6 separate regions of the Mus musculus genome follow, and all the other regions are linked to region 6. Evidence: chromatin contacts called from public Hi-C and promoter capture Hi-C data. All regions are on one chromosome and are shown on one strand. Each heading gives the region's core, a stretch centred on a gene start, on an enhancer-like site or on the middle of the called end of the contact. The rest is flanking DNA. Distances are from core to core; before and after follow the strand shown.

Evidence for each region. Promoter capture Hi-C pulls out the DNA fragments that hold promoters and counts their contacts. Hi-C and Micro-C count contacts between places; a contact is called where the count stands out from the background.
Region 1: a promoter capture Hi-C map of hippocampal neurons shows a contact between it and region 6, with 4 times the contacts expected there. The contact joins the promoter of Vps53 here to the promoter of Inpp5k in region 6. A contact is called at or near these places in 9 of 39 promoter capture datasets (the 3T3-L1 cell line, 3T3-L1-derived adipocytes, cranial neural crest and 5 more), 4 of 484 Hi-C or Micro-C datasets (CD4 T cells, brain, cortical neurons and 1 more), 5 of 115 datasets of contacts at active chromatin or transcription factors (astrocytes, double positive thymocytes, embryonic basal ganglia and 2 more) and 2 of 9 other capture datasets (adipose tissue and pancreatic islet).
Region 2: a contact with region 6 is called in a Hi-C map of CD8 T cells, with 5 times the contacts expected there. The contact joins the promoter of Gemin4 here to the promoter of Inpp5k in region 6. A contact is called at or near these places in 4 of 39 promoter capture datasets (cranial neural crest, hippocampal neurons, liver and 1 more), 2 of 484 Hi-C or Micro-C datasets (CD8 T cells and regulatory T cells), 3 of 115 datasets of contacts at active chromatin or transcription factors (astrocytes, double positive thymocytes and memory CD8 T cells) and 1 of 9 other capture datasets (liver).
Region 3: a promoter capture Hi-C map of cranial neural crest shows a contact between it and region 6. The contact joins the enhancer-like site here to the promoter of Inpp5k in region 6. A contact is called at or near these places in 5 of 39 promoter capture datasets (the 3T3-L1 cell line, cranial neural crest, hippocampal neurons and 2 more), 4 of 484 Hi-C or Micro-C datasets (brain, cortical neurons and uterus), 5 of 115 datasets of contacts at active chromatin or transcription factors (astrocytes, bone marrow-derived macrophages, double positive thymocytes and 2 more) and 2 of 9 other capture datasets (adipose tissue and pancreatic islet).
Region 4: a contact with region 6 is called in a promoter capture Hi-C map of pre-B cells, with 2.6 times the contacts expected there. The contact joins the promoter of Mrm3 here to the promoter of Inpp5k in region 6. A contact is called at or near these places in 7 of 39 promoter capture datasets (the 3T3-L1 cell line, the HPC-7 cell line, cranial neural crest and 4 more).
Region 5: a contact with region 6 is called in a promoter capture Hi-C map of pre-B cells, with 4 times the contacts expected there. The contact joins the promoter of Srr here to the promoter of Inpp5k in region 6. A contact is called at or near these places in 5 of 39 promoter capture datasets (the C10 cell line, hippocampal neurons, liver and 1 more) and 7 of 115 datasets of contacts at active chromatin or transcription factors (the SCID.adh cell line, bone marrow-derived macrophages, effector CD8 T cells and 4 more).

What each region holds. Positions count from the first base shown.
Region 1 is chr11:76,177,773-76,182,345 of GRCm38.p6, reverse strand. Vps53 (VPS53 GARP complex subunit) reads left to right here and starts at 2,708. Exons shown (of 22, transcript NM_026664.4): 1 at 2,708-2,933. The coding sequence starts at 2,847. It also overlaps a transcript of Tlcd3a not described here.
Region 2 is chr11:76,214,933-76,219,567 of GRCm38.p6, reverse strand. It overlaps Gemin4 (gem nuclear organelle associated protein 4), which reads left to right and starts at 1,996. Exons shown (of 2, transcript NM_177367.3): 1 at 1,996-2,090. The coding sequence starts at 2,081. It overlaps Dbil5 (diazepam binding inhibitor-like 5), which reads right to left and starts at 1,955. Exons shown (of 2, transcript NM_021294.2): 1 at 1,820-1,955; 2 at 903-1,341. The coding sequence starts at 1,296. The coding sequence ends at 1,033.
Region 3 is chr11:76,158,557-76,162,799 of GRCm38.p6, reverse strand. All of the region lies in intron 4 of Vps53 (VPS53 GARP complex subunit), which reads left to right. The region is part of intron 1 of Gm46252 (a long non-coding RNA gene); the gene reads right to left. Among named protein-coding and RNA genes, the nearest start is that of Gm46252, 9.8 kb to the right of the region's middle. Within about 2 kb of position 2,084, at least 33 of the 459 cell types and tissues checked have an H3K27ac peak or open chromatin away from gene starts, as enhancers often do.
Region 4 is chr11:76,240,878-76,245,196 of GRCm38.p6, reverse strand. Mrm3 (mitochondrial rRNA methyltransferase 3) reads right to left here and starts at 1,461. Exons shown (of 4, transcript NM_183263.5): 1 at 1,111-1,461; 2 at 674-918. The coding sequence starts at 1,424. Glod4 (glyoxalase domain containing 4) reads left to right here and starts at 1,498. Exons shown (of 9, transcript NM_026029.3): 1 at 1,498-1,642; 2 at 4,275-4,319. The coding sequence starts at 1,553.
Region 5 is chr11:74,924,434-74,929,222 of GRCm38.p6, reverse strand. Srr (serine racemase) reads left to right here and starts at 3,275. Exons shown (of 9, transcript NM_013761.5): 1 at 3,275-3,604. It overlaps Smg6 (Smg-6 homolog, nonsense mediated mRNA decay factor (C. elegans)), which reads right to left and starts at 3,369. Exons shown (of 19, transcript NM_001002764.2): 1 at 3,220-3,369; 2 at 1-230. The coding sequence starts at 3,307.
Region 6 is chr11:75,628,497-75,632,781 of GRCm38.p6, reverse strand. It overlaps Inpp5k (inositol polyphosphate 5-phosphatase K), which reads right to left and starts at 1,762. Exons shown (of 12, transcript NM_008916.2): 1 at 1,585-1,762. The coding sequence starts at 1,682. Pitpna (phosphatidylinositol transfer protein, alpha) reads right to left here. Exons shown (of 12, transcript NM_008850.2): 12 at 3,978-4,285.

The DNA.
Region 1 (4,573 bases), core at 1,459-3,958, 550 kb before region 6:
AGCTTTATTCACAACGTCTCAGAATTTAAAACAACTCGGATGTTTTCCAAATCACCTAGTAGATAGACAAATCAACGGAGCAAGAAACAAACTGATGGCACAAATAATAACACAGATGAATCACAGATCCACGATGCTAAGTGAGAGAAGACAAGAGTCAAAAGGTGACATGCTGTAGGACTCCATTCCTGGAGAATTTATATGACATTCTGGAAAACTCAGCCAGTGATTTGCAGACAATAGAGTGGGTGTGAAGGAGGGGATGATGGAAGTGTCTCCGCCGGACTGTGCTGTGCTGACACGATGACAACATGCATTTATCAAAGCTCATGTACAGCACTGGAAACCGGAAACGGCTAATCTCACTGCATGCAAATTCTATCTAATTTAAAATAGAAAAATAAGGCACGATAAAACTGCACATTCCTGTTCCTTCAAGAATGATACACATGCTTTCCTCTCTCTCTCTCTCTCTCTCTCTCTCTCTCTCTCCTCTCACTCTACCCCGCTTTCACCTTTCAGCTTTACCTTATTTTTATCTCTTAATTCTTCGTGTATGGGTGTTTTGCCTGTATGTATATGTGTAGACCGTGTGCATGCCTGGTGTCCAAGGAAGCTATAAAAGGGTGCTGGCTCCCTTGGAACTGGAGTTACAGACTGATGTAAGCCACCATGTGGGTGCTGGGAATTGAATCCAGGTCGTCCGGGAGATCAGCCAGTGCTCTTAACTGCTGAGCCATCTCTCTGTCCCCTTTATTTTTAAATTATGTATATGTGCATCTTGTGTGTGGGTGTTCCTGGAGGGGATGTCTGATGCCTTGGAGCTGGAGTTCCACGGTGGCCAGCTGCTCAATGAAGGTGCTGGAAACTGAACTTAAGTCCTGGATCCTCTGGAAGAACAACAAGCATCTTTAATGGCTCAGCTATCTTGCCAGCCTTTGTTTTTTGATTTTTAAGACAGAATTTCATTACATAGTCCAGCTAGCCTCAAACTCTCCATCTTTCTGCTTCAGGTCCCAGAATCCTGGTATTTATAGGCATGTGCCACCACATCCAGACAGCACCTATGGTTTCTGATAATAAAAGTACCATATGGAGAAAAAAAAAAAAAAAAGCTGGGCAGTGGTGGCGCATGCCTTTAGTCCCAGCACTTGGGAGGCAGAGGCAGGCAGATTTCTGAGTTCGAGGCCAGCCTGGTCTACAGAGTGAGTTCCAGGACAGCCAAGGCTACACAGAGAAACCCTGTCTTGAAAAACAAACAAACAAACAAACAAACACAAAAAAAAGTACCATATGTTGATTGTAGATGTGTGGGAAAATAAAGAAAAAATATATTTCCCTGTCATTTGCTTTTGGTTGAGACAGTACATTTTCCTTATCCACCTACTCTTCACCTTCCAAGTGTTGGGATTATAGGCTTGTACCATCACACCCAGCCAATTTTGCTCTCAGAAATAAATATTCTGCTTTCTGAAATACACTGTGCATATATCGCTATGTCATTAAATAATTGTCAAAATAATACTTTTATGAGTCAATAATATATGTGTGGAGGTTAGAGGGTAACTTGTGGAAGTTAGAACTCTCTTATCAACATGTGGGTTCGATGGATGAATTCAAGCATCAGGCTTGAGGGCAAATGCTCTACTGGCTGAGCCATCTTGATGTCTCTCACAGTCCTCCTGCAATTATATTTTAAAGCATTCTTTTGTTGCTGTTGCTAAAACTTATACTACTCACACATTTTTGGGGGGCAAACTAAAACAACAATAAAATTCCATTCCTAAAACTATAATGTTTTTTAAAAACTAAAAAAAAAAAAGCAAATTATATTATTCCTGAAGCAATTTTTATAAAACTATATGTACGGAAAAAAAAAAAAAAGTTCAGCAGGGCCAGATACTCCTCTGTCGAGGTTTTCACAATGTTGAACTGGTAAGGCAACCCTTCCCTTGGCTGCAATTCCATCATTGTTCCAGTGCCTGCTGGAAAAGCGGTTCCACAGGGCTATCTGGCTCCTCTTTTTGTAATGTACGCGGCTAAACACCCTAACATTTCCTGTACTACCTGCCTAAGTTTGCATAATACTTCCATATTTAATGTCACCCCATCTAACGTAGTGTAAGCAGGGCAGATGGGAATACTTTGTTCAAGATCATAAGGTTATCAAGGGTGTAAATAAGGATGTACAGCCCGGACATTCGGTCTCAAAAACCAAACACTTCCCAGCGTTGGGTCGCTTTTCTCCTTACTCCCCACCCTAGCGAGGAGGCTTCAGACAATTCTGCCCAGTAGATCCTTATCTAAGGAGCAGAAGCTCTCCCAAACCTCAAATGTCTTTGGCAACACTGCCACTTACCAGCTGGGGTCATTTCACTCCCGATGGCAGGGGGACACAGACTGCCCTAGACCAAGGGGATCCAGCGAGCGGGTTGCACGTTGGCTTCATGGCCAGCGGGGCTTATTGCCCATCCATTGGGACACTGCCGTGGCTACCGCTCTCTGGGGCGCCCGGGCGACACTACGGCGCTGGTGGGGGATGCGCCCTGGGCGAAGAAGAGAGGGCTTTCAATCTTAAGAACCCGCCGCGTGCGAACAGGGAACTTGAGGTTAAGGGTTGTCTGGAGATTTTCCAGGGACTTGACAGCCATGCCTGCGGAAGTCAGTCCTCCGCTATCCCAGAGTCCCCCGGTTCCCGGAAGTGCCCAGTTCTCCGGAAGTGCCAGGCTAGCCGAGTAAGTAGCGGCTCCCTCGAGCCCCGTACCTGGAGGCTTGCTCTTCTGGGGTCCTGGTGACAGACAGGTCGCGAGCAGGATTGGAGAGGGCGTCGGGGGCTGAGCGGCGGGATGATGGAGGAGGAGGAACTGGAGTTTGTGGAGGAGCTGGAGGCTGTGCTGCAGCTCACGCCAGAGGTGCAACTCGCCATCGAGCAGGTGAGCGCTCCACCCCCTCGGGAGGAAGCTGCGGTGGAAGGGGCAGCTCTAGGCCAGGGTCGAATCTCCCCTGCTAGGCTGGAAAGGTGGCGGTTCTTATGCTGAGCGGAAGTCTGGATGGTGGTAAAGGTGGGGATGGGTTTTTCAGCCTGGGGACCGAACACGTCTTCTCTAGGCTCTGTGTTTCCGAGGTTGTTACGCCCTGCTGAGTTTGGGCCGAGCTGTCCTCTTTGACAGGATAAACCTAGAGGGAGCCCCGTGACTAGAGAATTCGGATTATGGTTGATTTTAAGACTCTATTCATTTTCCAGCTAGTGCGGCTTCTTCCATTTCTCTGGTTAAACTCTTGGAGTGGTTTGGAATTGGCAGTGGGATACTTCCATTGCGGAAACGAATGACAGAATAGGGTTGTGGGGCGGCATACTGGAAAATGACCCTTGTGCTGGTGTGCGCGTGCGCGCGCACTTGACACTCGCTGGAGTCATCTGGGAAAAGGAAGCCTCAGTTGAGAATTGCTTCCATCAGATTGGCCCACGGGCAATCTGTGGGGGCATTTTCTTGGTTGATGCTGTAGAATGGCCCAGCCCACTGTGGGAGGTACCACCCCTGGGCAGCAGGTTCTGGATTGTATAGAAAAGCAAGCTGAGCAAGCCATGGAAAGCAAGCCAGTAAGTAACATTCCTTCGTGATTTCTGCTCCATTTCCTGGCTTGGCTTCACCTGATGACGACATACTATAACCTGTAATCCAAATAAATTATTTACTTTACAAGTTGTTTTTGGTCATGCTGTGTTATCACAGCAATGTAAAGCAAACTAAGACAAATCTGTACCATAACTAAAAGACTGAGGGCTAGTGAGATAGTTCAGTGGGTAAAGGCACTGTGCCACCAAGCCTGCTGACCTGAGTCTCTTCCCCAGGATCCTCAAAATAGAGGGAGAAAACTACTCCTGGACAAAACACACATACACATGCACACGTCTCCCCAACCTCTGGTCTACAAAGTGAGTTCCAGGACAGCCAGGGATACACAGAGAAACCTGTCTTGAAAAACAAAAAAATAAAGTATTAATGGTCCATATATGCTAATTATTAGTAGTAGAATTATTTTACTTGGGCTACCTTCCCAATAGCCATTAAATGAGACACACTCTTTCTTTCCTTTCTTTTTTATTAGTATTGGAGGTTGAACAAATCCTTGGCACATGAGATAAGTGTCTTACCACAAAGCAATATCCATAGCTCCTAATGTGCTTCTTCTTACACTATAACCCCATGTCAGTTCCCTTAAGGAAGATCTTTCTCCCTCTATCAACAAAACCTTACAAAAACCTACACAGTTACTTCTAATATTATGACCATACATCTTAATATAGTTGACAGGAGACTTTAGTCAACAAAAAACTTCTTGTTGGGAAGAGAAGACTCTTAGGGATATTCTTTTTTTTTTTTTTTTAAAGATTTATTTATTATATGTAAGTACACTGTAGCTGTCTTCAGACACTCCAGAAGAGGGCGTCAGATCATGTTACAGATGGTTGTGAGCCACCATGTGGTTGCTGGGATTTGAACTTCGGACCTTCGGAAGAGCAGTCGGGTGCTCTTACCCACTGAGCCATTTCACCAGCCCCCAGGGATAT
Region 2 (4,635 bases), core at 747-3,246, 590 kb before region 6:
ATGCAGCACTCAGGAGGAAGAATCAGATGGATCCCTGATGGCCAGCCTGGTTTATAGAGTGAATCCAGATCAGCCAAGTCCTATCTCATAAAACAAAGTATAGCTCCCACCCCCCACCCAACTGCCTAGAGAAACTTGCTGTTATATGACCAGATTTGCTAGAGAGCAAACCCTGGTGCCAGGCAAGTACTGCTTGCTTCAGACAAGACACATACTACCATGCTACCACGAAGTTAAGAATTCTACTTTAACACTTCATTTGCCAACTTCTGGGCACAATTTTAGCACACTGATGCCTCTGTAGTGATGGACACCGGCACTTACATGAGCCACACGTGCGTACGTTCATGTGCGTGTGCATGTGTGTGTCCGTCCATCACTGGGCCCCAAGCAGAAACCTAGGTTAAGAACATTTAGGTTGCTAAGGCTTAGGTGATTCTTTCAGGCACTGAGATGCTGAGGCCACCCTTCTTCCCTGTCCCTCAGCTGCTGTGCGTGATGCATGACCCACTTCACCATGTCACTCAAAGTTTGAGTTCCATCAAAATCCTAACTTCTCTGGACCTGTGTTCTAGGTGAGGGCTTTTCTATTTGTCTTTAGCTCTTTAGAAGGCAGAGCCCCTTTCTCCTCTGTACTGTTGGGTTCTTGGTGTGTTGATAACCCCTGATAATACAGATCCAAGCCCCCACCCCTGGTTATTTTAATAGCATGATTCACCCCACCTCTTTGCTCTTCTGCCAAATATCCACACACATTGTGGAACTGGGAAGACTATTAATGCCAGTCAGACCACAGAAAGGCAGATTAATGGAGTTTCACCCAGCAGAGAGAGGCTTCTACACATCTAAATACTTCTCCAGGACCCTCAAAGTTTCTCTTTTGCCACAGACTCCACTCTCATGCAGTTTGAATGATTTATTGGTGTTTCTGCTAACGCTGCTACCCTTTCAGTGTGTTTCAGCCATCAGGAATCTTAAACCCGTCCCCTACCAGTGGAGCCATGCTACTTCCTTGTGTCTGCCAAAATGCTCTTAGCATGGCTCCTTTTTCTTCAGCTCTTCCACTTTAGCAATGTAGATCCTCATGGCATCCATCTTGGACATCCCTTTGTTTACCATCCAGGCCTCATATTTGGCCTTTGCTCTCACATCTGTGGCAGGAGGGACAGGGATGTTACAGTCGCCCTGGGTGGCCTGTTTGTAAAAGCTGTACACCAGCAGTTTCTCCTGATCACTCACAGGCCCCTTCAGCTGCTTGAGTGAAGCACAGGCCATTTCAAACTCCACTTGGCTCATTGGTATACCAGAGGCAATGCTTCTGTTTTTAAGTGATGCGGGGTACTAGAAGAAAGTTGGAAATAAGCAAACCATGTTATTGTTAGGCCTTGGAAAGAAGGGGTAAAGAGATAATGTGTGGGATGAACACGGGGCGTTTGTGTGTTTAATAACGTACAAATCGAGGACCAGGAATCCATTCAATTGCTCCTGCCCCGCAGAGCTTTTTCCAGTGTGACTGCCCTTCAAAGTTATAAAAGCACCTATGAGCTCTGAAAGTTGACTCTGCTGTTGCCTATAGGAGATAGTGCAGCATGAAAAGCAAGCATATAGGGAGTTTTGTGTGTCTTGGGGGGGGGGGGGATGAATCCCGTGGATCCGCTGCTGGTTAGTACACAGCTGAAGGAAAGTTATTCCATGTGGGTGAATCCGGGGCGAGAGCTGCCCGGGGTTCCTGAGTGAGGGTGAATGAGGGGTCTGGACTAAGGGGTTCGACCTCCTTGCCTGAAGGGGTCAGGTTCCACATGGAGACAGCCAACAGTACCTGTGGTTAAGAAGGCTGGGAAGCCTAGGCCGAGAGGGGGCGCTGTGGCTAGGGTGGCTTCGACGCTGCGAGCTTGTTGGAGAGGAGTACGCGTGCGCCTTGAACGGCAGCGGCTAGCAGACTACAGCACGGAAGCGGAGAAGCGCTGTGGGCGGAGCCTGTGACGCGCCTGTAGCGCCGCCCTTTGTGCCGTGGCGCGGGCAACGCGTTCGCGGCCTTGGACTAGGAGGGGCGGTCTAGCCCGCCGCCAGCGTCGCCGCCATGGACCTAGGTGGGTTCCCACTTCCCTACTCCGGCCCCTGGGCCGCACCCCCCCAAAGCACCTCCTGGGCAGGCTGAGGCTCTGCACTGCTCCTACGGTGCTCGGGAGGCTGGGGGCTTGAGGAGTTTTGGGGGACCCGCAGTCGCGAGGCCGGCCTCCATCCTGTAGCCCCACCACATGACGGTCTCCTAGAGTCCTCCTCCGTCCTTCGTAGTGTCTTCCCAGTGGGAAACCGGGAGCGAATATAGCCTTGATTCTCCTGGAAATGCTCAGGGCTACTGCACGTGTTTCGGAAATGCCGGGCTGGGAGGGACGGACGTCCGGAGAGTTCTTCGTTATTAAATGACTGCCGAGTTAGTGAACATGTTTCTTATTAGGTCGCCTAGTGCATAAAGCAAAAATACTGATACTGTCTTTCTCCCAGAGGCTTGGCGTTTTCTTTGCGACCACGTGCATAACAGGACCCCATTCGTTGACTCACGCAAAGCGACCACCCCACCCCCACCCCTCTCTTGTGAGCAGGAGTTGCGCAGCCTGAGATTTCACTTTTTGAATCCGAATTCGAGTGCTGCTTGGTTTGGAGTATCCTCCTAGGCGAGGTCTGGAAGTAAGGCGGAGTTGATAGAAATCTGTGGCCATCTGCCAACCCTCTCCACCCTGCTAGGTGTGCTCTTTAGAGGGTAAGACTAGGAGGCCGTCCTGGGAAGTACTCCAAGATTTGCAAATAATACGCTGTGGAGAAATGTCTTTGTCCCTAGCCAGCTCTTTAGTGTGGAATGGTAGTTTCGTGCCCTGCAGCTGTGAAGAGTGCTGCCAAGGCTTGACTCCCTAGTTGAGACACCTTGCAAAGTTGTGCCTGGGCCTCTAGCTTCCCATCTCCAAAACAGGAGTTATAATCCTCAAGAAGTTAGTTTGACGATTACATGATTTTTATAGGTGTCAAGCTGGGTGTGGTAGCTTATGTCTAACTAGCACTCTGGAAGCAGAGGCAGGAGGATCTCAAAATTCTAGGCCGACCTGGTCTGTATAGTTTCAAGCCAGTTCCAGCTATATAACAAGAGCCTATCTCAGAAAAAAATACAAGTATGCCACCCAGCACAGTGCCTACCAAAGTAACCAGTCACTTCCTAGCACCAGCTACTGATTTAAAAAAAAAAAAAAAAAAAAAAGCCTTTGAGTTTCCCCTGGCTATGAGCTGAGTCTGGGACTTTTCTCAAGCCACATGTACACAGTCTCTGAAAGGCACATGTTTGGCCGCAGACATTTGCTCTGCTAAGCCGATGTCTAATGCAATAAAATGTCATTTACAGTTATAAGGAAATGTGTTCGGGGGCCGGCAGACCAACCTGAGACAGAAAGAACCCTGGATTGCCTTCAGGTCTGGGTTTTGTGGGAGTGCTGAGCCTTGATTTGGGGTGGGCAGGCAGTGACAGTAAATGGTTAGTGGCCAGGAGATTTTTTAGTTGCCTGGTGTCAGTAATTTTTTTTTTTCCCTGGGGGTAGGAGAAGTTTGAGATGGTAGCCATGATGTAGCCTTGGCTAGCCTGAAACTCAGTACGTGGACCAGGCTTGCCTCATAAAAATCTGCATCACTAGAGAGCTGGGACTAACGGGATAGGCCACCACAGCTGTTCACTGGAGTCAGTACTTTTGCTGCCGACTCTGGCCTATGAGAATAGGGCAGATGTGTTTCTGGGAGCATAGAGGACTGAGGAGAGAGCTAGCAGTGACCGTGACAAGGTGTTGCACTCAGCTTCTAGGCCAGATTATACACTTTGGGAAAGACCTGTGCCCGTCTGTTTCTGCACTGGAGGAGACAAAATATTGACAAGACTAGTCCTGCCAACACTTGAGCATTTAAATCAGGCTCTTGATGGTCTGATTATGGTTAAGATAGCTTATATAACCCATCCAATTCTTCCATACCTGGGAGATGCTTCAAAAAGGTAACAATACCAGAATAGTTACAAAAGTGTGATTAGTGTATGTCCTGTGTCATGTGGTTCCCATACCATGAAGATTATAGTCTCATGTATATATGCATACATATATTCTCATGTATGCAGACGGGAGACTCAGTAAAGTGTAAAGTCACATCATGTTTTAACAACTGAGTTAGGATTTGAATCCATTATCTTGATTAAACCCCCACATGGCCTCCCTTTAAATGTCAGTTCTTAACTCAGTGAATGAGTGACCGCTGTCTTGATGTAATATTTGTTTTGTCCACTTCCTGGTTCCTACCACAGAGCCAGAACCTTCACCAGCTTGTCCTTTTTGACTGGAAGAAACTGCTGGGTGAACTTTTTCCCTGTAAGGCACAGAATGTTGAAACTTGTTGAAGCAGGAGTGTGCTTAGAAAGAAGGAAGGCAGGGCTCCGGATACAGCTCAGTGGTAGAGTGCTTGCCTGTTACATGCAAGGCTCTGAGTTCAAAAACAGGCTTAACTGAGTGTGGTGGCACAGGCTTTTGATCTCAGCACTCAGGATGTAGAGGCAGACAGATCTGAGTTCAAAGCTATCCAGTTCATAATGAGACCCTGTCTCAGAAACAA
Region 3 (4,243 bases), core at 835-3,334, 530 kb before region 6:
CAGTTTTATATTTACTGTTCTTGCTTTTTATTTATTTGTGTTTATTTGTATTTGTCTTTATTTTATGTGTATGAGTGTTTTGCCTGCATGTATGTGGATCACATTTGTACCTAATGCATATGTGGAGGCCAGAAGAGGATATCAATTAGAATTCCAAGATGGTTGTGAGCCACCATATGAGTGCTGGGAACTGAACTTGGGCCCTCTACAAGAACATTGAGTGCTCCTAACCATTGAGCCATCTCTCCAGACATCTTATTTATGTTTTTATCGTGTGTGTGTGTGTGTGTGTGTGTGTGTGTGTGTGTATGTGTGTGTGTGTGTCTTGCTTCTACCCTATATTTGTGACAGAATTGTCTACTGACCCTTGAGCTCATCAATTTGACTAAATTAGCAAGCAGTCCCCCAAAGATCCTTCTGTTTCTGCCTCCCTGTTGCTGAGAAGGCAGGCGTGTATTGCTGTATGAGGCTTTTTGTGGGTGTTGGGATTGAACTCAGGTCTTTGTACTTGAGAACCACCTATCTTAGCGATTGGGCTATTGCCCTAGATTCATTTTTAGTTTTATCCATTTCTGCTTCCTACATTTATGGCTTTCATTCTGTTCACTCATAATATACCCCTTCTGTTGGTATCCATGGTACACAGCCTATCTCTGTCCTTTTTCTTTTTTTCTTTCTTTTTAAAAAAGTGATGTATTTATTTTCACTTCATGTACATTGGTGTTTTGTGTGCATGGATATCTGTGTGAGGGTGTTGGATCTCCTGTAACTGAAGTTACAGACAGTTGTGAGCTGCCATGTGGGTTCTGGGAATTGAACCCAGGTCCTTTGGAAGAGCAGCCAAGTGCTCTTAACCACTGAGCCATCTCTCCGGCCCCTAACCTTTTTCTTATCATGAGTATTTGTTGCTGTTAGCTCTCTAAAGGTATCCTGTTTCCCGACCTCTCACAGGTTTACTACTTCGTCTTTGTCTACCTGGTCCCATGTTAACAGGACCTTAGGAGTGATAATCAGTAGGAAGGTCTCATTGTGCTGATTAACTCCACTTCTTGTGTCATGCCATTTGCCTCTTCAGAACACTCTGTGCCTCCTGACACTGAGTGAAGTCAAACACATTTTCTTACCTGCTGCTTGAGGCTGCCTTCAGTGTTTTCATACTCTGTCTCTTCGTTTGTACTGAAAACTTTCTGCTCTGTCACATGCCACGTGCTCTCTGACCCATGCATATCTTTGTACCTGTGTTAATTATTTATTATCTCTGTGACAAAGCACCCAACAAGAAGCAAATTAAGGGAAGAAGGGCTTATTCTGGCTTACAGTTGGCGAGGAGACATCTGTCATGACCCAGAAGGCACGGCGGCAGGAGCATTAGGCAGCTGGTCACATTGCATCCGCAGTCAGGAGGCAGGGAGAGGTAAAGGCTGCTATTCACTTCAGTTTCTTCTTTTTAGTCAGACTAGGACCCCAGCCTGTGTAGTTTAGGGAGGGTCTTCCTGCTTTCTTATCCTGATCTAGACAGCTCTGGATAATCCTGCTCACATTTGCCTCTTATCGGGTCACCCATCAGTCTTCTCTGTTAAGGCCTGAGTGCTTTTGTTTTTGTTTTGTTGGGGTTTTTGCTTCCCTTTTTTCCAGTTTTCACATTTTAAAGCTTTACCCATTTAAAGGCCAGCTCAAATACTGCTTTTTAAATAATGAAGTTTTATTTTTCCCATCTGAATAACACCAAAGGAATCATAATTTCAGGTCCAAGGAGACTTGACCTTTATCTGACTCTAGTCTTCTACAGAGGGGAGACAGATGTGTGCCCTTCCTACCTGTCACTTCTCAGCCCTCTGCTGTGCCAGGCCTCCGAGCTCATGCTCTTCCTTGGCTTGCCTATCCTCTTGGCTAGTTTGTAGACTTCTTGAAGGCAAGAACTCTTTTATTATCTTTACACTTCAGCTCAAATAGTCCTACATGCAACTACACTGAATATTTGGTGTGTCTTAGATTAGCTTGGGGCTTCCTGAATTCTAGGCAAGTGTGTGTAGCTCTATGGCTGAGCTACATCTCCAGCCTATGGTTCATGTGTGAATAGGCCCAGGCTGCTGCTATTTGGAATAGAACTACTGTATTGTGTGACCTACATTTAGAATGGCTCACCAGGAACCTTAAACTACTTGGGAGAGTCTCAGGTATGTGAAATTCTAAGAAAATGAAAAGAAGTTGATGATTCTTGAGGAGTGTTTGTTGGTCGTGCTGTGTTGGAGCACATCCTGGCCACTACCTGTGGGCCATGCTAGAGCAGCATGGGGGAGTGAGCCCCAGAAAGGGCAGGCCTCAGGAATGCCTCTCCCCACCTTCACGTGGTTGCCAGCAGGGCAGCTCGGATTTCAGAGAACAAGACCGTGTTTTCAAGAATGTTTAGATCACATTTCAGTCTGTGATGGAATTTTGTATTCATCTCCTTAGAATCCAGACAGAGAGGAAGCCCAGAAGAAATAATCGCTTTTCCTGTCATCTCCTCCATCTGTCTCTCCAGCAGATTGAAATGCAAGCTCGAGTGGGGACTTTCAGCAGAGCATGCTTGGTTCTGTCTTTGTCAGCTCCTAGGGATAGAACTGTGACTCTGGTGGGTGGCTTGCTGATGGGCATCTCCAGCTGACTGGCACAGACGAGGGGAATTACGGATGGGCCAAAATACTGGGCTTCACAGGTCAGGACACCCGTGTGCCCCTCTTCCCTGGAGCACACTCAGAGATTGCTTTCAGAACTTATCTTCTCAGTGGCTGAGAACACTCAGGACAGCAGCAGTAGGGCCAAAGGAAGGTGCCCTGCCCAGACAGAATTTCCCAAGCCCACCAGAGCAGCTGTGCTTTTTAACCTTGAAAAGCAAGAGACCGACCTTAGTGCATATCATGGAGTCTTATTTGAATTTGCTTGCTTTTTTGTTGTTTTTGGGTTTTTTGTTTTGGTTTTTTTGAGACAGGGTCTCATGAAGTATATTTTGGCCTTATGACCCTCAGACTTCCACCTCCCAAGTGCTAGGGTTACAGGTGCATGCCTCCAGACCTGACTTTTATGATCTCTTGAAAGACATTTTTAAGACATTTACTATGGGGGGAGAGTCATAAGCGTGTGCATCAGTGCATGGACTGGGATCAGAGAACAAGTTGGCAGAGTCAGTTCTGTCTCCTTTTCTATGGTTCAGGACTGAAGCCCAGCTTGTTAGAACCTCATGCTGCTCAGCCATCTCTTGGCCTTGTAAATTACATTTTTAGGAGGGAAGTTCTTTTGTGTTCTCTGTCTGTCTGTCTGTCTGTCTGTGTCTGTCTGTGTCTGTGTCTGTGTCTGTGTCTGTGTCTGTGTGTAGGCAGGAGATCAGTGTCTCTCCACCTTACTTTTTAAAGCAGGGTCTCTCACTGAACCTGAAGCTCACTGAGCTAGGCTGGCTAAACAGCAATCCCTTGAGAGCTACTCTCCAGCACTGAGATTATAGGTGTATGCTGCTGCTCCCATATTTTCTGGGGTGCTAGAGATCAAACTCAGGCCCTCATGCTCCTTCACTGAGCACTTTGCCTGAACCCTGAAAAAAGTTTTTTTTTTTTTTTTAATTGTTTGGAAGTGAGCATGGTGGCACATTCCGTTAGTCCCAGCACTCAGGAAATAGAGGCAGGAGGATCTCTGTGAGTCCAAGGCCAGCTTGGTCTACAGATAGAGCTCTGGGCCAGTTAGCTATATAATGAAACCTTGTCTTAAAATTTTTGTTTGTGGGATGGAGAGATGATCCTGTGGTTAGGAGTCCTTGTTGCTCTTCCAGAAGACCCAAGGTTCCTGGTACTCATGTTGGACAGCTCACAATCACCTATAACTCCAGCTTTGGCAGATCTGATGCCTCTGACCTTTGTGGACGCCACACTCCTGAGTACAAACTTGTACCCAGACACGTACATATACACATAAATAAATATTTAAAAAATATTTGGGCAGATTTTAAATGGAAGATTCAATGAGGCTGTTTTTCAGTTTCTAGAATACTAGCTGCTTGGTTAGCAATCAGCTAAATAAACATTTTGGAAAGCCTTTGCTTGTTGACTGTCCCTTGTGTGGGCCAGCATGAAGTGGTCTAGTCTGTGACTTCTTCTAACCAGACTACAATGCTCTTACAAAATTCCTGTGGCACCAAGTCCTCCCCATTTTCATCTGTTGAGATCATCAGTCCACAACTCTAGTTAAATGTTCACATGTTGAAAATGTGTGG
Region 4 (4,319 bases), core at 212-2,711, 610 kb before region 6:
GTAAGCCTCCACTCTACTGCCACGCCTGACCCCTGAGATGGACATCCAGGCCTCAGAGTGGAGAGGGAAAACCGATCCTCACATTGTCTTCTAACCCATGCACGTATACACACAAAATAAAGTTTTGTTTTGAGATAGGGCTTCAATGTTTGCTCTGGCTGTCATGGAACTCACTTTGTAGACCAGGCTGACCTCAAACTCAGAAATCTGCCTGCCTCTGCCTTCCAAATTCTGGAATTTTAAAGGCTTGCATTACTCCTGGCTCATAAAATGTTTTTAACATTCCATAAAACAAACAAACAAACAACAACTGGGCTTTTTTTTTTTTTTTCATGCCTCCTCAGCAGGAAGGAGGTGCAAACAGGAATGTCAGGGGTCGAAGCTATCCATAGCTACATACAGAATGTGAAGCCTGCCTGAACTACAATTGTCAAAAACAAGCAAAAGCCCCACAATTAAGTATGAATGAGAAATTGGTTCAGTTGCCAGTAAAATACCATCAAAACATAGAGGCCTGAGAAGTCCTATTTCTTTTTAGACGTTAGTCAATAAAAATTTAAACTTGATTTAAATAAAATTCGTTACCTTAAGACAAGTATGAACAAGAAAGTCTAGGATACTACACTTGTATGAAATAGAAATCCCAGATATTGGCACACTGTATATCACTGACCCATTATTCCTTGTGGCGTTACTAGGTCTGACCAATCCTTGATGTCCTCAAATTTCACCTTAATGAGGCTGACGTCTTTCAGCTTGTCTACCGGCAACTCCTTGACGTACTCCAGACGGCTAAAAAAGAACGCTTTGGGCACAGCTCCAGCCTTGAGAGCATCTGCAATCAGCCTGCGACCTTCCAGTAGGATCTTCCCTTGCTTTTCCCGAAAAGGCCTGGACTTAACTATTGTCATCACACTGCTGTGGGTGCAAACAGAGAGGGGATGATTATCAACGCTCTTGGCATGGAGGGATACATGAAGTTCTAACAGACACGCACAAGCCTCAAAAGACGACATTTATTTTGCACCGTCGAAACAGTAAGAGCCAGAAGCTTCACAGTGAAGCAAGAAAAGAAACGGGAGCAGATGACAAGTCTCAAAAACATATCACCTTAGCCTCCTGTCCCCGGGAAAGGCCTTATCGTAGCGAAGCCCTGCCTCTTCCCAGGTGTGAGGGGTCTGGGATGGGGATGTCTCAAGAGGCTGTTTCTGTCGCTGTCCCTGGGAACTGGCCTTAGGGACCGCCTTGCGAGGCTGCTGGTCAGGAGCGCGCTTCCGTTCCTCCACCTGTCCCGAGGGAGACAACACTCTCACCGGGCTACGCCGCAGCGCCCGGACCCAGCGCCGAGCGTTGAGGTCCCGAGTCTGGACCACCCGCAGCAATGATCCCAGGGAGCACCACATGCCCTTCGCCGGCGCTGCCATCTTTCCCCTGGCGCGCGCTACCTCACCCGAGCGCGCGGTCGAGTGTTAGTGACGTCACCCGACGATCCTTCCCGGTTTGGTGGGCGGGGTGTCCCTCTGCCTGGAACTCGGTTTTCGTGTTGGGAGCCATGGCCACTCGTCGAGCTCTGCACTTCGTTTTCAAAGTGAAGAACCGCTTCCAGACAGTGCATTTCTTTCGAGATGTCCTGGGGATGCAGGTGCAGACCGGGACCGAGCGGGGCTAGCGCGAGACCCCGATGGGCGGCCGGGCCGCACCAGGGGAGGGAAGACGCCGTGGGCGCGCGGCCACCCCAGCCGCCAGGCCCTAGACTCCGCGTTGCCACGCCGGTGTTTTCAGCTTTTGCGAGCCCCCCTCTTTCGGGTTGGGAAGCCTTTGAAAGGGGACTCACCTACCAGCTGTGTTGTCTACGCACGTTCACCTACAGCCCTTCTCAAATATTTTTTACACTCCTGGCTTGGGGAGCCTGCTGTCTATAGTGAAGGAGCGTTGATAGGCAAAACGTTATTTTAAAAAGCCCCTTCCAGTTCACGACAGAGCGGTCTCCTGGTTTGAAAGGTTTGGGTGTGATCAGCAAATTTCGGCTTCCATCAGAGCTGCGGATTTGAAATTTAGGCTCTGGGAGGGGGACCCATGGCTTTGCGCATGCTAAACAAGCACTCCGCCATCGGATTCCGCGAACAAGCCCTGTCCGAGCAAGTTTGAACGGTCTCTTTCGTAGGTGCTCATGATCTGTGGCTCTGTTCTAAACAGCCCAGATGTAAGTATGAGGTCAGAATCAAGTCGCCTTCCTAGTACCTGGAAACAGTCTGAGAAGCTGTGATTCTAAGGGGGTCACTTAGCTGAAAGTGTAGCGGAAAGGTTTATTGAGCTCTTTGGTAAGCCAGGGAGGTAGGAGCACACCAGTGCAGAATTTATTTATTTATTTTTAACAGACTTGTAGCAGTCCAAGTCTAGCTGGGTGTAGAGATGGTACAGGAGGTAAGGACTGTAAAGGAAGTTGCACAAATCAGTCAACACAGGTTAGTCATAAAAATATCTGCTGTGTAGGGGCTGGAGACATGGCTCAACTTTTAAGAATGATTGCTCTTCTTCCAGAGGGTGTAAGATGGGTTCCAGGTGTTGGATGGCTCACAACCATCTGTAACTACAACTCCCAGGGAATCTGACCTGTGGCAGGCAGGCAGATAGACACACACACACACACACACACACACTCCTGGTGTTTGAAGGTACCATGGTAAGGTTAGGTATAGACTAAATGACTCTGGCATTTGTTCCCAATTAGAGCACATGATGTAGGAAATATTAGATTTATACCTACCAGTCAGAGTTTAGTGATACTACATGTCATTATTCTATTTCTTCATTGATCAAAAGATTGTTGTTAAGATTAAACATGTTACCTTTTAGGTGGTAACTGACTCACAGGTAGTTTGTGTTCTGTAAAGTAATAGCTACTTTTATGTTAAAAATGCAAAAGGAGAGATTTACCAACCTAGGCTCTCAGGAAATAATTCATGAGAACCTTGCATAAATTGACCCTGAAAAGGAACATTTCCACGTACCAGGGTTAGAGGGGAAAGTTATTCAAGAAGGCCTGGATAGGTGATGTGGAGATATTTGGAAAATGACACTGATTTTATGTGCATTTGGCTAGGTGAAGAGATTGGGGTGTGAGAAGGTACAGGTTGGGTTCGTCTCTGGTGTTGTCTTGAATGCTATGCATGCAAAGCAATTTGGATTTTATGCTAAAGTAAAGGGGAGCCTGTGATACCACCAGAGCTGTGCTGTAGGAATATATCTTTAAGATGGTATTAAGGAAAGAAATCAGTAAGTTTTGTGGTTTTTTTTTTTTTTTTTAATGTGGGGACAGGGCCAGTAGGTAGCTCAGGTTGACCTTGCACTTGAGATGCTCCTGCCTCAGTGCCTCCGGAGTGCCAGCATGCCCAGCTAAGAAAGATGACTTTTGTAATTTTTGAGAGCAGTAGGGATGAAAACTGCAAACAGCTGAGCGTGGTGGCCCATTCCTGCAATCCCAGCAGTTGCTCAAGGCCAGCCTACACTAAGCAGCAAGCCAGACCGCTACATAATGAGCCACTGTGTCAGGAGAAAAGGAGGTGGGGAGCAGAGACCAAGACAGTGAGAGCTTTCTGTATTCTAGGTTCTGTCTCGGCTCTCCAAACAGGTTATCCATTTTCACCAACAGAGTTGTCACACTCAGTCTGAAACTGAGTCTAAAACAGCGTGCTCAGCATTCCACACTGCAGTCTCGAGTGCTAAACACACTTCTCTACCACAGGTGGCTTCCTACCCTAAAGAGATTTCAAACCTGTTTAGGAGTGCAACTCTTTTGGGGGAAAGTGGGGGCAGGACAGAGTCTTACTATGTATCCTCAACTGTCCTGGAATTCACTATGTAGACCAAGCTGACCTTGAACTCACAGAAATCTATCTGCCTCTGTCTCCTAAGTGCTAGTACTAAAGGTATGTGCTACCAGGCCCATCTTAAGATGTTCTTACCTCTGCTATACCTATCGTAGAAGGTCTGCTTGTTTCTCTTAGTAAAGCTAACAAATGATAATGTTTATGTCCTGTTAGTTTGCATAAATGCGCTACGTACAATACTAGTACACTTGAAGTGCCAGCATGAGGATGGCTGAGCCAGGAGGATCATAGTTTGAGAGCAACTGGGCTACACAGTGAGACAGTCCTTTAAAGTTGAGCGCTAAGAGCATTGCTCAGCATTAGAGCTCTCGTCTAACACAAGTCCTTGAAATCCCCAGTACTCCAACGAGTGGAACTTATAATTTATTCTCTTCTCTTTACTAGGTTCTCCGCCATGAGGAATTTGAAGAAGGCTGCAAAGCTGCATGC
Region 5 (4,789 bases), core at 2,026-4,525, 710 kb after region 6:
ATTTTGCTGTTGGCTGTCCAATTCCTTGCAAACTTGAATAAGCTGTGTATCATTCCCAACAGCAGAAGAATCTCTGTCATTTACTATCTCATCCTTAAATTCCTCATTCCCAGAAGCCTCCTTAGTTTTAGGTCTGTTCCTTAGTCGAGAAAGTCCAGGCTTATAGATTTCCAAATCTGGACGCCTATTATCTTTGCGCTGTCTGGGTTCCTTTAGTTCCTTCATGTTTTCTATTATGTTGATAAGAGGAAACAACACAGAAGAAAAGAATAATGGAGAAGAGAGGGAAGGAAAGTTGTCATTCTAGTTACATAACAACAACAAAAAAAATACAAATACAAATGATAATATTGGTGATCAGGAAAGAACGTTTCTACAAAGGCAGAAATTTGGAGTTATAGTGTTTAGTAAGCAGTGAGGTTAAGAATTTAACTATGTTAGAGTTACACGTACTTACTTGAGTTATGGAAATAGAGGGGAGTTGTATTCTCTTGTATCCAAGTCATGTTCCTATTCAGATCTTTTTTGTTTGTTTGTTTTTTTCAAGACAGGGTTTCTCTGTGTAGCCTTGGCTGTCCTGGAACTCACTCTGTAGACCAGGCTGGCCTCGAACTCAGAGATCCGCCTGCCTCTGCCTCCCGAGTGCTGGGATTAAAGGCGTGCGCCACCACACCCGGCTCCTATTCAGATCTTAAAGACCCCAAACTAGTTCATTATTTCAGAATCAAAGATCTCTAACATGTTCAGGCATTAAATTATTCTGTCTACACAACCTGTAAGTCTACCCCTTCTTTCTTTTCTTCTCTTTTATTTTATGTATATGAACACACTGTAGCTGTCTTCAGACACACCAGAAGAGGGCTTTGGATCTCATTACAGATGGTTGTGAGCCATCATGTGGTTGCTGGGAATTGAGCTCAGGACTTCCAAAAGAGCAGTCAGTGCTCTTACCTGCTGAGCCCCTCTTCCTTCCTTCCTTCCTTTCTTGAGTCACAGTCTCACCATAGATATTCCAGAGAGACCTCAAATTCAGTCCTCCTGCCTCAGCCATCCAAGTTCTGGATTACAAGAGTGTATATCACATCTGGTTAGCATTTCTCCTGTCTGTAATATTTCTAGGTTATCATATTAGGAGAAAGAAATGTAGCCCAGTGTATCTGTCTCATATATAGGAGGCCACTAGGGGCAGCCCCCAGCATCGCATAAACATATTTACTGGTATATATGTATCGTATATTACACCATTATTTACTTATTATATTACATATGTAAACATATATCTACACATACATACACATATTAGAGTGGCATGCATAGCAAGCCTCAGTCCTAGATATCTCTGGGAAACTATCTTCAACTTCAGTGTGTGAACTTGATCACAACAAATCTACAACTTTAGGATACCAACACCCCAATCACATACCTCCTACTGAATCAAATATTAAGCAATTCCTTTTACAATCTTCAACACCATTCATCCTCACCAACTCTCTAACAACAACCAACAGAATCATTTCATGAAAATACTGCCTAGACTATGTCATTAGAATACTGAGACTAACTGCTACTATGATGATAGAATATAAGAAGAAAAAAAAAAGTTCCACTAGAGGAGCTTTTCCTAGGCACCAATGGGCGAATTGTGACACGCTCTCAAAGGACCAAAGGACTCAAGAACAGTAGAGCCCAGCCAAATCCATGCCTCCAAATCCCAGCACTTGGGGAGTGACAGCAAGATCAAGAGTTCAAGGCCACAGAGTTTGAAGCTTACTTGGACTATATGAGACTCTGTCTCAACAAAGGAAAAGAGGAAGAGGAGGAGGAGGAGAGGACTTTATAAACCACTCTCCAAGCTCCACTGAGTAGCAAACAGCTTTTTTTTTGTAAGTATCTGTTGCTTACAGTGGAGAGACTACTAAAAATACCTACTAAACAGTTCATAAGTGACAGGAACTAGTGAGAATATTATCCAGTACTCAAGTTATATAAAATCCTAGTACAGAATTATAATGTATATACAAATGCAAACAAGCTGGTAGCCAAGTATTTATACACCTGCATCTATACCCACTTTTGTTTGGGGGATGGGGTGGGGGCGAAACTAAAATTTTAGGTTTCTGACTTGAAAGTTGGGTATGGTGGCATATGCATATAATTCCAGCACTCTGAAGGCTTCAGTCAGGAAAAGTATCCAAACTCAAGGCCAGGTTGGGTTACACAGTAAATTCAAGGCCAGTATTGGCTACAAGGTGAGACTTTGTCTCAAAAGAAAAACAAACACAAAATAAAAGATACTGCTGCCTTGGCAAAAGTTTAGCTTCTCCACCAAATGTGAACCAAGATAAAGCCGTTTAACCTCAGCACCCTGAGTAAACTTTTAAACTTAGTTTTGGGGCGGAGCCAGGAGAGGTGGTGACTACTATTTTCCAGAGGAGAGAGAGAAAACAGCCTGGTTAATCCAATTCAGTTGGCCAATAAAAACCAACCTCACAAATTCTAGCCACAATCCTAGAGAAGGTATCTTCTGTAACTGTCATCCTAAGCAACACTGGCTAATGAAGGAGACCAGACACCAAAATATTTCTCGCGCTTTTCTGATGCGAATGGAGACTGGCAAATTAAGCATTCTCTCTGATCACAACTGCTCCCACACACGCCAAGACCAAAACAAAACCGAGTCAGCTCTCTGAGGTCCTGGATCCCTCCAGTGGCCTAGCACTAGAAACCAGCCTTGGGGGGTGGGGGGGGGGGGTAAGTTCAGCAAAGGAAGTCCTAGCCTGTTAAGCCTTTCTCCTCAATTTCCCCAGCTCCTCCTCTCCGACGCGGAACGGAGGACTACGGAAAGGTACACATACACAGACTATTCTTTTGGGAACAATACGTCTCGGGGCCTCTACCGGACCCTAGCACCCAAGCCAGTTCGTGTCTCCTCCGGACTGGAACTCAGGCGCTGGCGTGAGAGGGTTAGGGCACCGGAGAACAACCACGGCGCCGCGCCGAGCAAGAGGGCGGAGGCTGAAACTCGCGCTTGGGCTCTGCCCCGAGGGCCCGAGGGAGCGGAGCGACAGCCTCGCTGTCTCCCAGGGGCCGCCGCAGGCCCGGGCGCACTGTTGGGGAAGGGGCGGGGGTTCGGAGCGCCGCGGACGGGGCGGGGAGGAGGCAGAGGAGAGGGAGGCGGGGCGGGCAGGCCCGGCCCAGCAGCTGGGCGGCGCAACTCACCTCTGCTCCCGGCCTGCGGAGCCAGAGTGGCCAGGATCCCTCGCAGTTCCGATGCGGAGATCCGCACACGCTCCAACCCCTCCGCCATCTTCGCGGCGGCTGCTACAGCTGCGGCGACTCGGCCACCGCCGCGCGCAGCCAGGAAACCACGACGGACGGGCGGCGCGCGCTCACCCACTCCCACCCTTTTCCCCGCCCCCCTCCTGCCTGCCCTCCCCAAACGACGGTGGCCGCACTGGGAGCAAAAGCATTCAGCACGTTCAACTAGGGCCTTGCCGGAGCGGGCGAATCGGCCGCGGAGACGGCGTGTGCGCGTGCGCAGAGGTGTAAAGCTAGGACGGTCCGCCGAGGCTCGGAGGTGGAGGCGCAGCGCTCTGGAGGCGAGGTGAGGCGCAGCCAGGTGTGACTCGCCCATGTCAGGTGGGCATTCGGGTCTAGGGATGCCAGTATTGCTGCGGTGACCACCGAGGACACTGCTTTTGATCTGGGGCTCGGATTGACGGAGACATCCTACAACCCGGCCTCCTCCGATCATTTTAGGCCGAAGTCTCCTTACCGTAGGCCTGGATTGTGGAGTTTAAATATCTTTTATTATTATCCCCATTACTGGTAAACGGAATCTCAGAGAGTGGAAGAAGTAAATTGCTCCGTGTATCGTTTGATTGTACCAGAGTACTAAAGTCTATGACAGTTCATCCCTAAGACTTGCTGGAGGTCGTTGTGTGGAGGTAAAAAAAGAAGGAAATTATTCGATCTGGGAATTACTGTTAGCATTGAGAATTTTTTAAAATTACTTTTTTAGTACTCAAGTCAATTCTCCCATCTTTACATCTTTAAATTTTTACTGATGCTGGTAAAAATAGCTCATTCTTATATTCACGGTACTTCAAAGGCTGTGGTGGGAGCATTGCAAGTTCAAGCCTGGGCAACATAGCACATTTGAGGCTAATCAAGGCAACATATTAGAAGACCTTGTCCCCCAAAAAGGAAGCAAAAAGTTAATTAGACTAGAAGATGGGTACTTTAAGCTCATTGACCATTAACTCCTATTAGAAACGGTGGGGTGGAGAAACTTCCTATCCAAAGACTGCCTTTCTCCAGTCTTTCCTTCTTCCCTGTCTCACACAGTCATTGACCCTTTAGACCTCAAAAAGTAATAACCAGTTATGCCTTGATCATAGTATAAAATATTTGATAGTACTCATACAGTTCCTGTTATGTGACAGATATTTCACCATCAAAAGAGAAAAATGCCGGGCGCACGCCTTTAATCCCGCACTGGGGGAGGAGGGGCCGGCAGAGGCAGGCGGATTTCTGAGTTCGAGGCCATCCTGGTCTACAAAGTGAGTTCCAGGACAGCCAGGGCTATACAGAAAAACCCTGTCTCGAAAAACCAAAAAAGAGAGAGAGAGAGAGAGAGAAAGACAATGACTGAGAAATAGTCAACAGCTCAAATGAATGGGTATAATTAATTAGAGTGGCCAGAACAAATGGCAGTTTTTGTCAAAAGATTTGAGAGGAATAGGAAATATAAAAACTGCTTTGCTGGGGCTGGCAAGATGACTCAGCG
Region 6 (4,285 bases), core at 513-3,012:
CAGTGGATTACCCAGCTTTCACCTTCCCTTTCATGCCTGGAAAGCAGGAATCTCTTCCCTCCCTCCAACTGGCTCTTCTAGGCAGGTTTACAGTCGCCCATAGCTGGCAGTACCTGGCACAGAGCTGCCAAAGGGAGCTCAAATGCCATTGGCCAGAAGGAAAGAATGATTGCGTTTGAGAGACAGGAACCTATTAGCCCCTCCAGCTACAGAAACCTCACTCATCCTCTGTGGCCCAGTCAGCAACTCTGCATGCTTACTCCTCAACCTATGGGTTCCCAAGAGCACCGAGAGGGAATTGGAGGTTGACTGAGCATGGCCATGTGCTTCAGAGCTACGAGAACAGAAACTCAGAAAGAGAGAGGCTGACAGCGTATTCCCTTCCCCTCTCCTACCTTGCAGATCCTTGGCACACAACAAATCCTGCCAAGGCCTTCACGTAGCCTAGGGACAAGTTTCTGAGTAACAGGTTTCTTATTATCTGTCTCACGAGTCTACTCTCTCTTGGGACAAGTCGCCAGTTGGTACATAACATTCCAACCTCCGCTCTCCACAAGTCTCAGTATCAGGAGAAATAATCAACAGCTCTTAAATACCACCACATCCATCACAAGTTCAGAAAAGCGAAGACTTAGGGAGACCTTCAGTGAGGGTGTTGCTATAGCAACACTCCAAGAAGCCCAGACTGTCTCCAGGACAGAGCAAGCAGGAGCTCAGACTCTACAGATGAAACCTGAGTTCCAAGAATACCGAGGCACTGAAGCACAAGATCCCGCAGAGCCACCCAAAAAGGGGAGGGGGGCATTTCCTTCTCCACCAGAGCCTGTTCTTAAAGTGTGACTTGTAAACAAAACAAAACAAAAAAATTCCTGGTTAGCTTCAAGCAGCTCCCTGCCTCTCCCTATGAATATAAACAAAATAATACAAAAACCTTCCTCTCAAGTCCTCTGAGAGACTGTCATTTTGTCTGTTTACAGTCTCCCCCTGCTGTCCGGCAGGTAACCGGTTTCTTTACTCAGTGGCTCCTTGTATTCCCACTCTAAGTGGATAAAAAATAAAACTCGGGATTTGGCATCCCAATCCTCAACTTTGATGATTAGTAACAAATCCATGCACCGCGAATTACGCTCAATTGGACGATTAGCAGTGTTCCTCGTGATTTAAGAGCGGGCATGAGACCAGGCTTTACCTCGCTAAAGGATCTTATCTAAATCTGATTTCGGATTTCTAGAGATCACAGCCCGATCAAGAAGACCCCATGATGTACTGCTGAAAAACAGGAACAAAACTTCTAATCTACAACTGTAGGGGCAAATGTTGGTCCTTAGCAATCTAACCCTGTCTGCTCCAAGAATCAACTGGACACTTGCTTGGGGAGCATCTGCAGTGACCAACTCGGCAGCCAAAGTTTAGAGCGTGCATCAATCCTAACATAGCCCTTTCAGTACTGGCCTGACAGAATTCGGGTATCTAAACTAGGGCAGCCTTGATCCTACTGTGGTTTTGAAATCCAGCCCCACAAATCAGACTGGGCTGAAGACAGCTAACCGCCAGGAACCGACCGGCCTACACCTGCGTCCTCACCTGAGTGCAAAGCCTTTCGGTGCGCTCGGCCTCCTTAGACTCACAGCCGACATTATTCCCTCGCGGTAACCCGGTGTGTTCCTGTCTCCGTGCTGCATCTAGTGCGAGCCGGAGCAGCCCTTGGTCTCCGGTCTCAGCAGCACTGCTCCCTCCGGATTGTTTTTCTTCCGGATTCGGACTGCGCTTCGGCTTCCGTAGGAGGTGGATCCAGAGTGTCTAGGGTTTTGGGGTGCGGTTGGAGGACAGAGGCGGGGCTTTACAGCAGAGCGAACCGCCCAGAGGCGGAGCTGAGCCAGGCTCAGAGAGGCGGGCTCTACATGTCATCCACTCCCGACGCCATACCGCCGGCCCGGACGCGGGAGTGGGCGGTGGCGGGGCCACCTAGGCTCCGCATTCCCAGCCTGCTTTGCGCAAGGGCGCGGGCGTGAGGAGCGTTGAGGGCGGAAGTTGCTGCGGCTCGAGGACTCGGGCTGCTTCGTGATCGTCCCGCAGCGTACGGTCTTCGCTGTCGCCTGCCCACCCTCAGAAACCGGGAGTGGACAGGATGGGGAGCCTCACTGTAGTCTGTTCGGCCTCTCTCGCCCACACTATAAGTAATTTCTCATGTTCCTTGGCGCCCTCATAGGGGTCAGAGAACACTTCCATTCATTTAAGTGACTTGGTGATCGTCATTTAAAAAAATTTTTTTTTCCATCTGAGACAGTCTTGCTAGTAAGTACTGGGGCTTGTTATACAGACCAAGTTGATTTTCCGACCTCAGCTGAGATTACACCACCACGCCCAACTTGAAACTAGTTTTGCTGAATACAAAGCAAAATAATTTAGGATCCCCGAGAGCTATCAGTGAATGAAAAACAAGCCGTTGCTATTTGGTGTATATTCATGGTGACTGTTTACTTTGCCAGACACTTCGATTTATTATTTCCTTTAGATCTCTGGGTCTTAATTTTTGAGGGGTAGGGGGGATAGTGCATGGGGTTGTTTTTACAGTTATGACTTCCCCCAGGGAAATGGGAGTGTTGTTTTAGCACACTGTAGTACCAGCTACCCAGTGATGCCTCAAGAACCCACAAAAGCTCCACTACCTGAAATACATGTTCTGGAACCCGGTGTAGTGATGTTATTTCCAAAACTCACCGAGATTGGTTACTCCAAGTTTGAGTCCAGTTTGGGCTACCTTAAAGTTTCAGGGCATTCGAACTGTGCTGTGATTCATTCTCAAAATGGAAGGGAAGGGGACAACTTCTACCAAGTCTAACTAACCACCTGAGCTTTACCCCTGGATGGAAGACAAGAATCACAGTTGTAGCCATAAACACAGTAATAAAGCTGAAAGTACTGGAGAGGGCTCACAAGTTAAGAGCACTTACAGACCACTGAAGTTGGGTTTGATTCCCTTCACCCACACGGTGGCCCATAATCATTCTAATTCCAGTTGCCCTTTCCCCTCTCTGGGTACTAAGCATGCCAGTGGTGCACATTAACCTCGTCCACTTGCAGTGAAATTAACAAACCTGGTCTAGTATTCTCATTAGGCCAAGCTAGCCTCAAACACAGAAAGATCCACCTGCCTTCCAAGGGCTGGGATTAAAACCCCGTGGCACCATGCCTTTAAACAAGCTTTTTATTTCTATTGTGCGTGTGTGCACGTGCACGCCAGCATGTGCACCAGAGTGCAGGTCTGGGAGACTTGAAGCATCAGGTTCCTCTGGAGCTGGAGTTCTAGGCAGTTGTAAACTGAGATGTCGGTGCTAGGAATTGAACTCGGCTCCTCTAAAAGAACAGTACATAACCGCCGAGCCATCTCTCCAGCCCCCAGAGTATGATTTTTTTCTTCTTTATTTCTGAAGCCCAGGCATGCTCTTCCTGGTGCTTTGGGTTTTTTCATTCTTTCTACCCAACCTTGTCACCATGTGACTGCTCAAAAGGGAGACTTCTTTCAGGCAGTTGCCAAGATTTACAGTTTGCTTGCCCTGTTGTTTTTCTCCTGAAACTAATAAAATATTTTAAGTCCATGACTTAAAATTAAGAATAAAAAATAAATGTATTGCTTAGTAGAGTAAAAGAGAGACAAAAGCAAAAATGGCTTACAGATGTGCACTGCTGCATAAGAAAACTGAATTGACATGGGACTAATTTTTTTTTTGTCTTTTGTTTTTTTGAGACAGGGTTTCTCTGTATAGCCCTGGCTGTCCTGGAACTCACTTTGTAGACCAAGCTGGCCTCGAACTCAGAAATCTGCCTGCCTCTGCCTCCCGAGTGCTGGGAGTAAAGGCGTGAGCCACCACGCCCGGCTGACATGGGACTATTTTAATTGACCTTTTTTTTAATGCCTGTTAGGTAAATACTACCACTGAGCTATACCATACCCCAGCCCGAATCCATACTGTAAGTGACTTTTTTGGACAAGGAATACTTTATTTACATAAAATGTCAGAAATACCACTGTATCTTCTCATAATCCTCTCCTGTAAATAAACTGGGGAGATATCAGTAGGAGCTTTAAGGACATCTAAGTTGAAAAATGGACATAGGAACATCACCAATAAGCTAGACTCCAAAAAACTCTGTCTAGGATTTTATTAGACTGCTTTTTTCCCCCCAATATACCTGTATTGGAAGATTGAGACAAAAAGGCACAAACTCACATTAAATAAACAGGAAATCTAATCAGTTCTATAAAGTGTAGTCTGTAAAAGAA